3 separate regions of the Mus musculus genome follow, and regions 1 and 3 are each linked to region 2. The links are chromatin contacts, called in public Hi-C and HiChIP or PLAC-seq maps. All regions are on one chromosome and are shown on one strand. Each heading gives the region's core, a stretch centred on a gene start, on an enhancer-like site or on the middle of the called end of the contact. The rest is flanking DNA. Distances are from core to core; before and after follow the strand shown.

The links. Hi-C and Micro-C count contacts between places; a contact is called where the count stands out from the background. HiChIP or PLAC-seq counts read pairs in DNA pulled down with a chosen protein or histone mark.
Region 1: a contact with region 2 is called in an H3K27ac HiChIP or PLAC-seq map of embryonic fibroblasts, with 21 read pairs. The contact joins the enhancer-like site here to the promoter of Prickle1 in region 2. A contact is called at or near these places in 2 of 39 promoter capture datasets (hippocampal neurons and maxillary cranial neural crest), 12 of 484 Hi-C or Micro-C datasets (the C2C12 cell line, the HL-1 cell line, Sertoli cells and 7 more) and 4 of 115 datasets of contacts at active chromatin or transcription factors (the SCID.adh cell line, embryonic fibroblasts, embryonic limb bud and 1 more).
Region 3: a Hi-C map of pancreatic cancer cells shows a contact between it and region 2, with 2.6 times the contacts expected there. The contact joins the enhancer-like site here to the promoter of Prickle1 in region 2. A contact is called at or near these places in 4 of 39 promoter capture datasets (the 3T3-L1 cell line, hippocampal neurons and trophoblast stem cells), 13 of 484 Hi-C or Micro-C datasets (the CH12 cell line, Sertoli cells, adipose-derived mesenchymal stem cells and 8 more) and 7 of 115 datasets of contacts at active chromatin or transcription factors (the SCID.adh cell line, embryonic fibroblasts, embryonic limb bud and 4 more).

The regions. Positions count from the first base shown.
Region 1 is chr15:93,654,306-93,658,274 of GRCm38.p6, reverse strand. No RefSeq gene overlaps it. Among named protein-coding and RNA genes, the nearest start is that of Gm41387, 3.9 kb to the left of the region's middle. Within about 2 kb of position 1,339, at least 36 of the 459 cell types and tissues checked have an H3K27ac peak or open chromatin away from gene starts, as enhancers often do. A contact at or near this core is called in the C2C12 cell line, embryonic fibroblasts, palatal mesenchyme and 1 more, where this site is marked.
Region 2 is chr15:93,593,973-93,597,943 of GRCm38.p6, reverse strand. Prickle1 (prickle planar cell polarity protein 1) reads left to right here and starts at 2,042. Exons shown (of 8, transcript NM_001033217.5): 1 at 2,042-2,250.
Region 3 is chr15:93,633,013-93,636,870 of GRCm38.p6, reverse strand. No RefSeq gene overlaps it. Among named protein-coding and RNA genes, the nearest start is that of Gm41385, 23 kb to the right of the region's middle. Within about 2 kb of position 2,215, at least 32 of the 459 cell types and tissues checked have an H3K27ac peak or open chromatin away from gene starts, as enhancers often do. A contact at or near this core is called in adipose-derived mesenchymal stem cells and pancreatic cancer cells, where this site is marked.

The DNA of each region.
Region 1 (3,969 bases), core at 90-2,589, 61 kb before region 2:
AATTACAAAAAAACCCTGAGCAAAACCTTTCTCTAGACCCAGAATGCTGCAACAATTATTCTTCACTTTGGGTTGCCATGTGGAAAATATAATATTCTTCCACTTCGCTGTCTAATCTGAGCTTCCACTGCTAGAAAGAAAAAAATAATAATTAATAAAAAAAAAGTAAACACCAGGCTCAGAGGAAGTGAACATGACAACAAGACATCACACATTTAAAAAAAAAAATTCACACTCAAAAATCTACAATAAAAATGCAGTCAGAGTCTGCAGCTGCCAGGAGGCAGGGCCTTCCTTCAGCACAGGGTCCTTATGGAGCAAGGTCCCATCGGCTCTGTCTTGCTCATAGACTTTTATTGCCTTGTTCTTTTGAAGGTGTGCATCTGTCCTCAAAGTGCTCACATCCAGCCCCTGCCGCCATCCCTCAGCCAACACAAGAATGCATGGGAGATGGGGCTTCCCAAGACCCTTTCAGTCCTCTTGAACTACGCCTTTACAAAGAAAAAAAGAGACCCGGGCATGGTGGCGCACGCCTTTAATCCCAGCACTCAGGAGGCAGGGGCAGGCAGATTTCAGAGTTCGAGGCCAGCCTGGTCTACAGAGTTCCAGGACGGCCAGGGCTACACAGAGAAACCCTGTCTCGAAAAACCAAAAAGAAAGAAAGAAAGAAAGAAAGAAAGAAAGAAAGAAAGGAAGGAAGGAAGGAAGGAAGGAAGGAAGGAAGGAAGGAAGGAAGGAAGGAAGAAAGAGAAGAAAAAAAGAAAATAGGGGTTGTGTTACCTATCCCAAGATGTCTGTCCCACCGGGATGCTCACCGAATTGGCCACCCGACCCCACTGGCAGAGGAAAAGCAACTATTGTGCATGTCACGCAGCTCACAGTCTCCACTGTGATTGCTGCAGCCCTGTGGGCTCAGGCATAGCCCTGTTTCCACTTTGTGTGACAAGAACACTCGGAGAGATGCCACCAACTCACTAAGGTCACTCAACTAGCTAAGGACAAAACCCAAGTTTAACTCCAAGTATGAAGCCCCCAAAAGTTTCACTTACATATTTCAGACAGTCCATAGGTAGTTCTGCCAGGCCCTGTGTCCTGTCCTTTCGCTTTTACTAAAGGGTAAGGGGCAAAAGCAACATTGGGAAGAAGAGATGTGTGGCGGAAGGAGTCTCTGCCTCCAATGAAACCCAGGATTGATACATCCTTAAGAGTGATATATCCTAACAGTTTCCTAACCATTCCTTTTAAAGACTAACTCGACTTCAGGGCTCTAACTAGAGTATGAAGACAGGCGTCTCCCTGAAAATCTACTACGGGAAGCATCTGAGTCATATTATAGCCGAGCATGTGCCGGGCTATTTTTAGAAGAGACAGTATATAGGACATAGCTTTCTGATTATGTCACAGCCTTGCAGGTGGGCCCTCTCCTCACATTCTGTTTAAAAATAGATGCATACCTTAGTGCTACAGAGACAAATATACTCAGTTTCTGCCCTTGAAGGGTTCTAAGACTAGTTACGGGGTCACACACAAAAAAAGTAGAAATCAAATATGTGAATGAAAAAAGTCAGAACTGGAGCTGGGCCATGCAGGAAGCACCTCGCTTGCAGCCAACTTAACTTTGCAAAAATCTAACCTACAACCAGGCAGCAAACTGGCATGGTCTCTGTGCCAGGGAGCCTCAATCCTTATGAAGAAACTCAAGCTGGTCTAATACAAGCATCGACATCGAGGTGCTCCGAGCCATGTGCTCTGAACCACGGCGAAATTCTGCTTGTGAAAGCTTGGCTTGAACAAGAGCTGGGATGCATGGATTCAAGCAAATGCACACCTACAAGGTTACCCTTGAGCAGCAGGTGGCAGTGGGGACAGAGGAGGTGTCAACTAAGCCAGGAAGAAAGTGGAAAACATCCTAAGCATGGGCAGTCATATATGCCAAGGATGGGAGAAAGCAGGACTGTAAAGTGCTTCAAGAGCATTTTAAGTCAACACTTCAGGGAAGGCGGGGGCTTGGGGGGATGAGAAGAGATGCTGCAGTCGATGCAGATGCTGCAAAGCTGGTGATGGAGATGAAGATGGCCGATGGCAGAACTGTAACCCATCCGCAAGCTCTCCCCGCTTCTCCCCTACCTACTGGGTACCACACCATTAGGCAACTAGATATGTGTGGTAACCACAAAGGCATAGAATTGTGACAAAAAAAAATATCTAGACAAACAACGCCAATTCACAGCTTAAGAGTCGGCACTGTGCACTGTGGTCACACTTCAGCATCTATGTTCATTTGAAAGCTAAGCCGTACCCTTTTTCCACAGGCGAGATAAAGTGTGTGTGTCAGCTATGGAGATAAGGCTTGGCCTGCAGTTTGGAAAGCTACCAGTTTATGAGTGGTAAACTTTGCAGCTCTGTAATTCTGACTATTTTGTAATTTGCAGTCAGAATGGGTTTGATATTTCTCTTTGATGGAGGCAATGCAGGGGTAGCCTCTCTTGCCCAGATACTACACACATGCGCGCACACACACACACACACACACACATATGTGCACACACACATACACAGATGCACATGACAGGCACACGATAAGCACATGCACACGTATGCACACATGCACACACATATATGCACACACACATGCACACATATGCACACATGCACACACATGCGCACACTCACATACACACACACACACCCTTCTCTGGGCATGTAAAGCCAGTGTGGAGCTCTGCCTGCATTGCCTGTGGTGCAGTGAGATTCTAAACATGTGTCCCCTGCAGCTGATTAGCAATTCCCCTTAGTGCATTCTTGAGGCTTCCGGACTCTCTCCCCCTCAGCTGTTCTGAATCTTGATGTCATCAGCCTTGATCTTTCTACGGTCCAATCTCTGTGAGTTTTCTTCTCCTGACTCAACAATTAGCCCACAGCTGGAGGCCAGTGTCTCCCAGCACTGGAACTTCAGGGTAGAGAGAGCTGGCTTTGCCTTGGTATAACCAATGCCCCTACGAACACCGCAAAACTGCGTTGAGACCAAGAGGATCCTGCCGCCCAACCCTGAACCAATCACTACAGATGGGGTAGAAGGCTGTGAGTCACCATCCATGCACCTGAGAGTGGAGAGGCAAGGAAAGTGCCTGCTTATGCTTATGATCTTATGATCAGACTGTAAGCAGGCTGAGCAAGCCAGGAGGAGCAAGCCAGTAAGCAGCACCCCTCCATGGCCTCTGTGTCAACTTCTGCCTCCAGATTCCTGCCATGTTTGAGTTCCTGTCCTAACTTCCTAATGTTAGGGTTCAAGAATTGTTAAAGAATAAGACCCCCAATTCAAATAGTTTGTAAATGCAAAGAGTGTTTATTTAGCTGAACTTCCTTAATGTAGGGGTCTTCTTGTTTGGAATGGAGACCTTTGGTGGATTCGCAGACCCAGCTTTTATTGTCATTTCGGGGAATTTTAGGGAGGGGTATGTGTCCTGTGTCCTTTTACCTTGCCTGGTTAGCTCTGTCTCCAAGGGTCTGATTGATCCTACAATTGGTTAGACTTTGGAGACTTTCCAGGGTGTTGCTTACTCATTCTAACTATCTATTCTTACTTCAGGCCAGATGACAATTTGTCCTAGGATTGGCTGCCTGCAGCTGTAGTTGGCTGACAACAAGTTCCTAGATCCAAATTCTCATTTCTAGTAAACGGAAACTTAGGCCCAGTCTCCCAAACTGCCAGTCTGTAGCCTGTCATGGAGTCAGCCTGGCTCTGGCTAACTATGATGATGAGCTGTGATGTGGAAATGGAAGCCAAATAAGCCCTTTCCTCCCCTAGTTGCTTTGGTCATGGTGTTTCATCATAGCAACAATAACCCTAACTAGAATGGTGATCCTAGCTTGTCTTCCCTCCATGTCAGCCTCAAAAGAGCCCAGCTGGGGCTCAACATCTACCTAGCCTCTGCCACCCTAACTAGACTGTGAGGCTGTCCTGAGCCC
Region 2 (3,971 bases), core at 793-3,292:
CCTTTAGACTCCGTTTGGTAAATGATGGGGCTTAGGATGTAAAATCAGTTTACTCTCATCTCAGACCATCCCTTGGACTGCCCAAGTCATTTCTTGAGCATCTTGCTTTGAAAAGCAAGTGTTGGCTACAAAGATGTTTGTTTCTAGTACATTGTTTCTAGTACAGAGGTCACCACTTCTTGAGAGGATCCTCGTGCATGATGTGTTTGCACCACATCTCATAATCGATGCTCAGTTTTAAGGAGAGCTTCTGGGATATAACAGCTGCAAGCCCTCTGCAACCACACTCATGTCATACTATAACATACAGAACACGTTCTCCTTTTAATAGGGAGGTCCAAGTGCAGGCTACACAGTATAGCCTTTCCTCTAGCTTCTCCTACCCTACTCTGCCGCAGAAGGGAGGAGACTGTGTTGATAAACCCACTACATCGCTCAATTTTTAATTTTTGAAAACCCAATGTACTTTGAAGTTTTAAGGGGGAAAAAACATAGAAATCCAAGACGTTAATAAAGACAGTAGAATTCGCCCTTTAAAAGTACTAATTTTCCACTATGTCTAGACATGAAATGAGTCAATTTTTTGCCGGTTTTCTCCGGCAGAAAGGTTAGTTAGTATCTCCATGCTTATAGCTTAAAAGAAGTATTTGTACGGACAAGATGAAGAGATACAACTTTAAAGGCCAAGGCCAAGGAAATGCTGAGGAGCGAAAAGGCTTGGGTCACGAGGGAGAGGGTTTCAATAGCAGCAGCCTGTGCCAGTCAGTAGCATCCAGGATGTTAACCGACTGAGGAGTAAGAGGTGAGGAAAACAGACTCTAGCTTTGGAGCTCCCTCGTTTGACTTTAGTTATCGTCACTTTACATCTTCGTAATCCATTGGCTTCATTTTTAACGAAGCTCTCTTTGCTTCGCCACCAAAGAAATGGAAAATGCTTGCTACCAGAGAAAGTCCTAAAATGGTCGGTCAGCTTTGGTTATCCTCAAAGAGATACAAATCCATCAATCAAGGTCATCCTCTCTACTCGCAACACTCAAAGCCTTCTCGTCCTGGAGGATGCTTCTTTCAGCATCTTGGAAGGTTTAGAAGACATAGGGAGGTCCACAAAGGTCCAGCTTTGTAGGGACACATGTCAAGTTGTCATTACCAGCTGCAGTGGGCTCTGCCCTCTGAGATATGGGATCATAGTGTCCATTCCACAGATCCGGGAGTAGAGAAGGTAAGAGGATAAGGTTTAAGGGGCCCTGCAAATGTCAGGGCAGAACTTTGAAACAGCCAGAGTCCCTGTTGACCGTGGGCGACTGAGCCTGACAGCCCAGCCCAGCCCAGCCCTGGGAACCGGGTACAGTGAAAACACGGAGAGTGGCTTGGTCAATGAAAAATTATCCTCATGGTGGAATGAAGGCTTTGGACCCTGCATCTAGTGCACCCTGCTAACTTGGTCCTGGCCCCAGACACCGCGGTCCTCGAGGGTCCTCAGCTGTAACCCTCAGGCTTTTTCCTTGAAACGATCACTTTGGCCTTCCTGATCTGAAATCTCACCCCTTGGCTGTGGAGCTGACTTAAGTAAGGCCAGTCTGGGGAATTACACAAAATAGGATCGAGTCCAGGTGGGTTTATCAGAGGCGAGAGCTCCGGAAGGAATTCAGAGTTTAATTAACTCGTGCCCTCTGTACACGCCCCCAAAGGAAAGGGAACCCTAATAGGGACCCCATCAAAGTGTTTGATCAGAGGAAATTGGGTTCGCCTTTTCCTCTCCTTCACCTTTCCTATCTGGCAATCAATCCATCTGGATTATTGGCTGAACCTGGGCAACAGCATTAAAAAGGGCACAGAATCGGAGGCGGGGCGGGGCGGAGACTGGCGGGCCTGCAGACCGCAGCCCGGCCGGTGCTGCCTCGCGGGAGGGATCGCGGCCCCGCACTGTGCGCGTGGGCGCGCAGAGCCGCCTGGATCCCCTGCGTCCGCGCTCCGGGATTTCGCTGGCGCCGGCGCGACGGCCGGGGGCGGGTGCTCTGCAGCGGCCGGGACTGGAGCGCGCACTCCGCCTGCAGCCGAGCAGCGGCCCGGGAGCCGCCACCACCTTGCAAGCCCCGCGCCGCCTGCGCTGACCTGGACCGCGCGGCCGCAGCGCTACGGGCCCGGCTGCGGACGCTCCCGGGGCTGCGCACGCGGGAGCGCGCCTGACGCGGAGGACCGCAGCTCTCAACGCCACCGCCGAGGACCGCGCGGCCGCCTCTCGCGCGTGGGGTGAGTGGCGAGGGGCGCCGCGGCTCGGGCCGCGTTGTCACGGCGCGGGGTGGGACGTCCGGCGGTTTGGGAGCGCGGGGACCGCACGAGAAGAGCTGCTGGGCTGTGGCTGCCTAGAGGCTGGGCACACGGCCCCCTCGTGCTGCGTGGCAGCCAGGTTCCCCCTGCGCCGAGGCCAGCTGCATGGCCCGGAGCCCGGCCACGCGAGATCGGGGAGGCGAGGGTGAGTGGCTGAGGATCGCCTGTCACCTACTGGCGTCGGCGGGGAGACTAGGCGCCTAGCGTGCCCGGGAAGGGCTGCCTGCCCTGGAGAGGCAGCCGCAGCCTGCCCTCGGTGGAGACCCCTGCTCTGCACGCAGCTCGCCCGTGGGAGAGGAGGGGAGCCGCGACGTCCTCCCTTCTGGCAGAAAAAGTTGAAGAAACTAGGTCTGTTAATAATTAGCAGGAGCGGGACTCGGGATGCAGCAGAAAGCTGTTGAGTTTTCATTGCCCTCTAAGAAAAACAAACGGCATCGCCAACGACTATTGGCAGGGCCGTGTTATTTTTGGGACTTTGGGAAAATTGTCCACAGATTGCGTTCGGGAGACTGAAGACGGGGGGTGTACCCGGGAGGTCGTGGGGACGGCTGGCACAGCTTTGAGTCCCAGCCCGCCCCTGTAGGACTCAGAGTCTTAAGCCTGACGCACTTGGTTCCTGGTTTTAAAACGTGTCAGAGGCAGAACTGCAGCCAGGATCAAGGAGAAGAACGCACCGCGAACCGGCCTAAAAGGAGCATGTGTAAAAATCGCTGGCGGAGCCCAAGTGCACTTGTGCTGTTTAAAAAAAAAAAAAAAAAAAAAAAAAAAAAAAAAAAAAAAAAAAAAAAAAAAGAATGTTGCATTTGTGGCTTTTAGGGTAGGTTTTATGAATGACAAATTATACTTGATGAAATTGTATCTCCTATCTGTCCCTGAACAGTTCTGTCTGCCGCCTGGTTTTAATCAGCGCTTTGGGAAGGCAGTGTCTGCGCTGATGTTATATAATTGACATGGTTCGCCATCAGATATTTTTAATGTACTTTCGGACGAAAGAAACTTCATCTGTCTCTTCAGACAGGCTCAAGGTGTAGACAGAGTGAGGGCTGCAAAGGTTTGCCCTCCTCTAGCTCCAGATGTGTGAGCTCAGCTGTTGCCTGTCACTTAGGTGACAACTGGCCTTTTTCTGACTAAGCCTTTGCTGTCGCCATTATCCTCAGTAAAGTATCAGTGTTCGGAGGCCTTCTATTACCAAGAGTGGGACCGGGCCCCTTGGGAGGTGTCAGCCGTGTTTGACCATCCCTAACAATATGTCTGTTTTTAGAATAGAAAGGGGGGGAGGACCAAAAAAAACCCTGACAGCAAGATAGATACACTTTTAGATTAAGACCAACCTAATCTAAAAATTCTGTTTTAATCAAGACAGCTCCGTAAGGATGACGCAATGTTTGTCAAGCCTTTCTCCCTAGAACAATATTTACTCCCACCAGGGGATTTAAAACTTAAACAACAGCCATTTATCTTGCTGTCTGGTAGAGCTGGGTTCATTTTGCCTCCAATGTGGTCCTAGCCTAGGTGGCTGGAACAAGAATCTATCACTGGAGCCAGCTGGAGCCGGAAGAAAGAAAAATATAACACCTGCTGGTACCAGAGAGCCCTAAATGCCATCAACCAGGGAGTCGGGATATTTTATAAGCGCGTCCAGA
Region 3 (3,858 bases), core at 966-3,465, 39 kb before region 2:
CTCTGCCCACTGCTCTAAGTGGTTCCCTGTCAGTGATACACAACAACCCTACAGTCCTTCTTCATGACGTTCCTCAAATACTCCAGAACGTTTCAAATCTTGGAAGGTGTAAACCTCCTGAAGGAATCTGGGGGTTCTGAGATCCTGATAGGTGTGTAACTCAGTGTGTTCTCTCAGAGATGTGTTGCATGGACATTTTGTTGTCCCCAGAGAAAACTCTCTGATAATTCAAAAGGCAGCATTTAGAGAGCTCTCTCTCTCTCTCTCTCTCTCTCTCTCTCTCTCTCTCTCTCTCTCTCTCTCTCTCCCTGTGTGTACCTCTCTGTCTCTCTGTCCCCTCTCTGTCTCTCTGTCTGTATGTGCTCCTCTCTGTGTGTCCTCTCTATGTCTCTCTGTCACCTCTCTGTGTCTGTGTCTGTGTCTGTGTCTGTGTCTGTGTCTGTCTCTGTCTCTCTCCCTTTCTGTCTCTTTCCATCTCTCTCTACCTCCCTCCCTCTCTACCTCCCCCCTTTCATAGCTCCATCCCTTTCCCTCCATCCACAACCTGGTTTCATATTCTTGGATATGAATCTCAAGATCCTGGGGCCACCGAGGATATCCAAGGGCTTAGACGTTAAAACTGGTTCTTCCCTCTGGAGAAAGCTCGAGAGATAGGCAGTTATCACTGCTGGGGATCTCAGGCCTAGGATGGGTCAGAAAGCAAAAGGCAGGTTTGTCTGGTTTTCTGTTACTTTATCTCCACTTTCTTATTCACTTATCTTTATGCAGTTTTAATAACCTAATCTTGTCTCAACATTTTCTGGGAATCGTAAGAGAGCTATTCATGTACAGATTATAGAGTCCTTTCGTGGTAAAGGGAAGTATCACTTCTAATTAGGATGAGACCTCTAAAGCAGGCAATACAGACAGGTATGGTCGTTAGCACCAGTGCAATCAATTAGAAGTAGCTGCCTGGAGCACACATTGAGGAAAAAAACTCTGAGACCACATTCAGAATCATCAGGAAAGAATGCTTTGATCATTGCTGCTGCCATCAGTCATGATTATGACACAGGACAAGGCAAGTAGGTGAAAGGTGAAGACGGTCTCTGCCATCAGGAGCTGGTCTGGACCCCTACAGGATGTGAGTTTTCTTGTGACCACAGAAACTCTCGGTATTAAGAAAAAAAAAAATTTACATCAGGAAATCGACTGTTGATCTTGTGACTTCATACTGTAATTCCTCCAGGCAAATCACTTTCAGTCTTTCAATGTTACCCATCAGCATGGTTTCCAGATCTTTGGGCAAGCAGGTTTTGCTCCATTAGACACGTTCTGGCTTATGCCTGTTCTTCCTAAAATGTCGTAGTCCCTGAATAGTGGTGGAATAGAAAACTGTGTGGACCTAATATGGGAAGCAAAGTAACATAAGAAATATAAACACGTGTGTCGGTACTCGGGCGTTCTTACTAAACCCAAGGAAAACAAGAGCCAAGCATTCGACAAGTGAGGGCATTCAGGAAAAAGTGGCAGGCAACCTCCTGCACAAGGTGTCCCCAGTGACCAACTCCAGTGCCAGCAAGTGTATGGGAACAAGCAAGCAAGTTCTTATTCTGCATTTGAAAACCAAAGGTTGATAATTTAATGAATATTTCAGAACCAACAAATAAATACTTCTCTGAATAACATATAAGAAGGCTTTATTACAGAGAAATATCTGACATATATATATATATATATATATATATATATATATATATATTACATTATATTGTAGATACTACATGTATGTATACATTTCCCACATGCATATATGGGTATACTATATTATGCATATATGTGTTTGTACATATGTGTATTAGAACATGTGTATAGTAAAATTCAGGCCTAAGACAAAATTATTTTTGCTCAACATATTCTTGGACTTTCTGACCTATCAAACATCTCTAATTACTTTTCAAATGGAGGTGAAAAAAGAACAACCACGGGACAGAGAAAAGCTGAGTGTTCTCTCTCTTCCTTCAGAAAACCTCCGGTGTCTAATTAGACACCAGTGGCCTCCAGGGACCAGCAAGGCCCCAGAACTGCCTCTCTTAGCTGCACGTTAGAAATGCCTGGAGACTTATATCATTTTGTTCTTGCTATTTTTTTTATTAGCTCCAAAGTGGGCCAACTGAAGCAATCTTTCTGAGGAAGCAGTATAACAAGCCAGTGACTCTTCTCGGAACCCTTCTGAGGAGCCGGAGTGAGTCACAGCTTAAGGCCTAACACACATTTACCACCTTCACTTCTTGAACAACTGCTCACCCCATAAAACCAGCTGATAGAATAAAAACTGTCCATGAGCTAGAAAAATCAAATTCTTCCTTCTCTGCTTTAACCAGATAACCTCTGTTTCCCACTGACTCATAAGCCAATAGGTTCTCATGTGTGCAAATTACAGATGATGCTTCCAGGCTGGGAAGATGTAAGAGAAGCCAGGTGCCAGGCAAGAGCTAAGAGGTGAGACCTAGACACCATGAAAAAAGCCTTCCTTCAGTACTGTCCAGTCAACAGACTTGGTTACAAACATTCCTGTGTTTTCCCACTATGGAAGGAGGGCAGGATAAAGTCCATTTGCTTAAGAAGCCATTCCTTCTTTCATGTGGTTAATTATGGTCTCTTGGGGGAACATACCAACCTTATCAAAACCTATCTGCAGGGTGCTCTTTCGGAAGCAACCTACAGTTACTTCACCGTGAGTACGGCTTTTGCGCCAATGGCCTTCTCAGTGCCCCGCAATCCCAGTAAGACAGGTTCTAGGTCAGTGATTTAAAGACTAAATGACAGCCCCACGATTGACACACAACTCAAGTGTGAACGTGGGAGAGTCTCAAATCTAGATGATCCACTCCCGTTTTTCTGCATCTTGCCCTTTGCTGTCCACGCATACACGGGTTTCAACATTTTTCTCCCTGTTCTTTTCTGTGCTATCAGCTTCGAATTTATTGTTTTGAGGGTGGGAATTTTCTTCTCAAAAGTCTAAGTATGCATCAAAGAAAGGCGAAAGCTCCTTCTGACCAGTTTCAAGATTAGCATCGTGTCTTAGGCCACCGATTTCTCTCCTACCCACATGCTGGGTGTGGCTCTCCGAGCTGACTTTTGTTACGAATCAAATGGCTTTGTGTGGAATTAGTTATGTCAAGATCTTTAGGGAAGGAAAGCTGAGTAAATCTAGTAGATCTAAAAGGGAAGAATGAACTGCAAAAAAAAAGAGAGAACGGGGGAGAAGGAATAAAACCAGAAAAACGTAAGGGAAAACAAACAAACAAAAAAATGCCAATGAGTGACTCATTGGAGAAAGTGCAATGAGTTAAGCAACTAACAAAGACTGAGAAAAGCTCGAGCATTACTGTATTCTAAGTGAAATACCAAGATGTAGCATAGTGGCAGGACCTGAATAAATATTTACTGAATGATTGCTCTGTACAGTCTAGCTAAGTCAGAAATAAGGACAGTAGTGACATTTATAAGCCTTCATGATGACTAATCACTACTCAGATGTTTCCCATTTTATATTAATGAAAATGGTATCAAACTCTTGCTTAGACATATCAAAGAAAGAATATGGGATGTATATGTATACAAAGAAAGGTCAACAAAATATAACTACTCATTGTTATAGATATGGGGGGGAGACTATAAAGTGTTGTTTGAAAAGGTAGCCAGACAGGAGGAATTAAATCCACAAGGGGACGAATAAAGGTTTGTGTTCTAGCATGTTCTAGATTCATCTGATGGAATGTTCTATCCATTTGCCTAACAATTCTGCCAGAAGACTTGAGGTCTCCACTTAAACATGTGGAGAGTGGAACATTTCAGCTACTCAGTAGTCTGAGG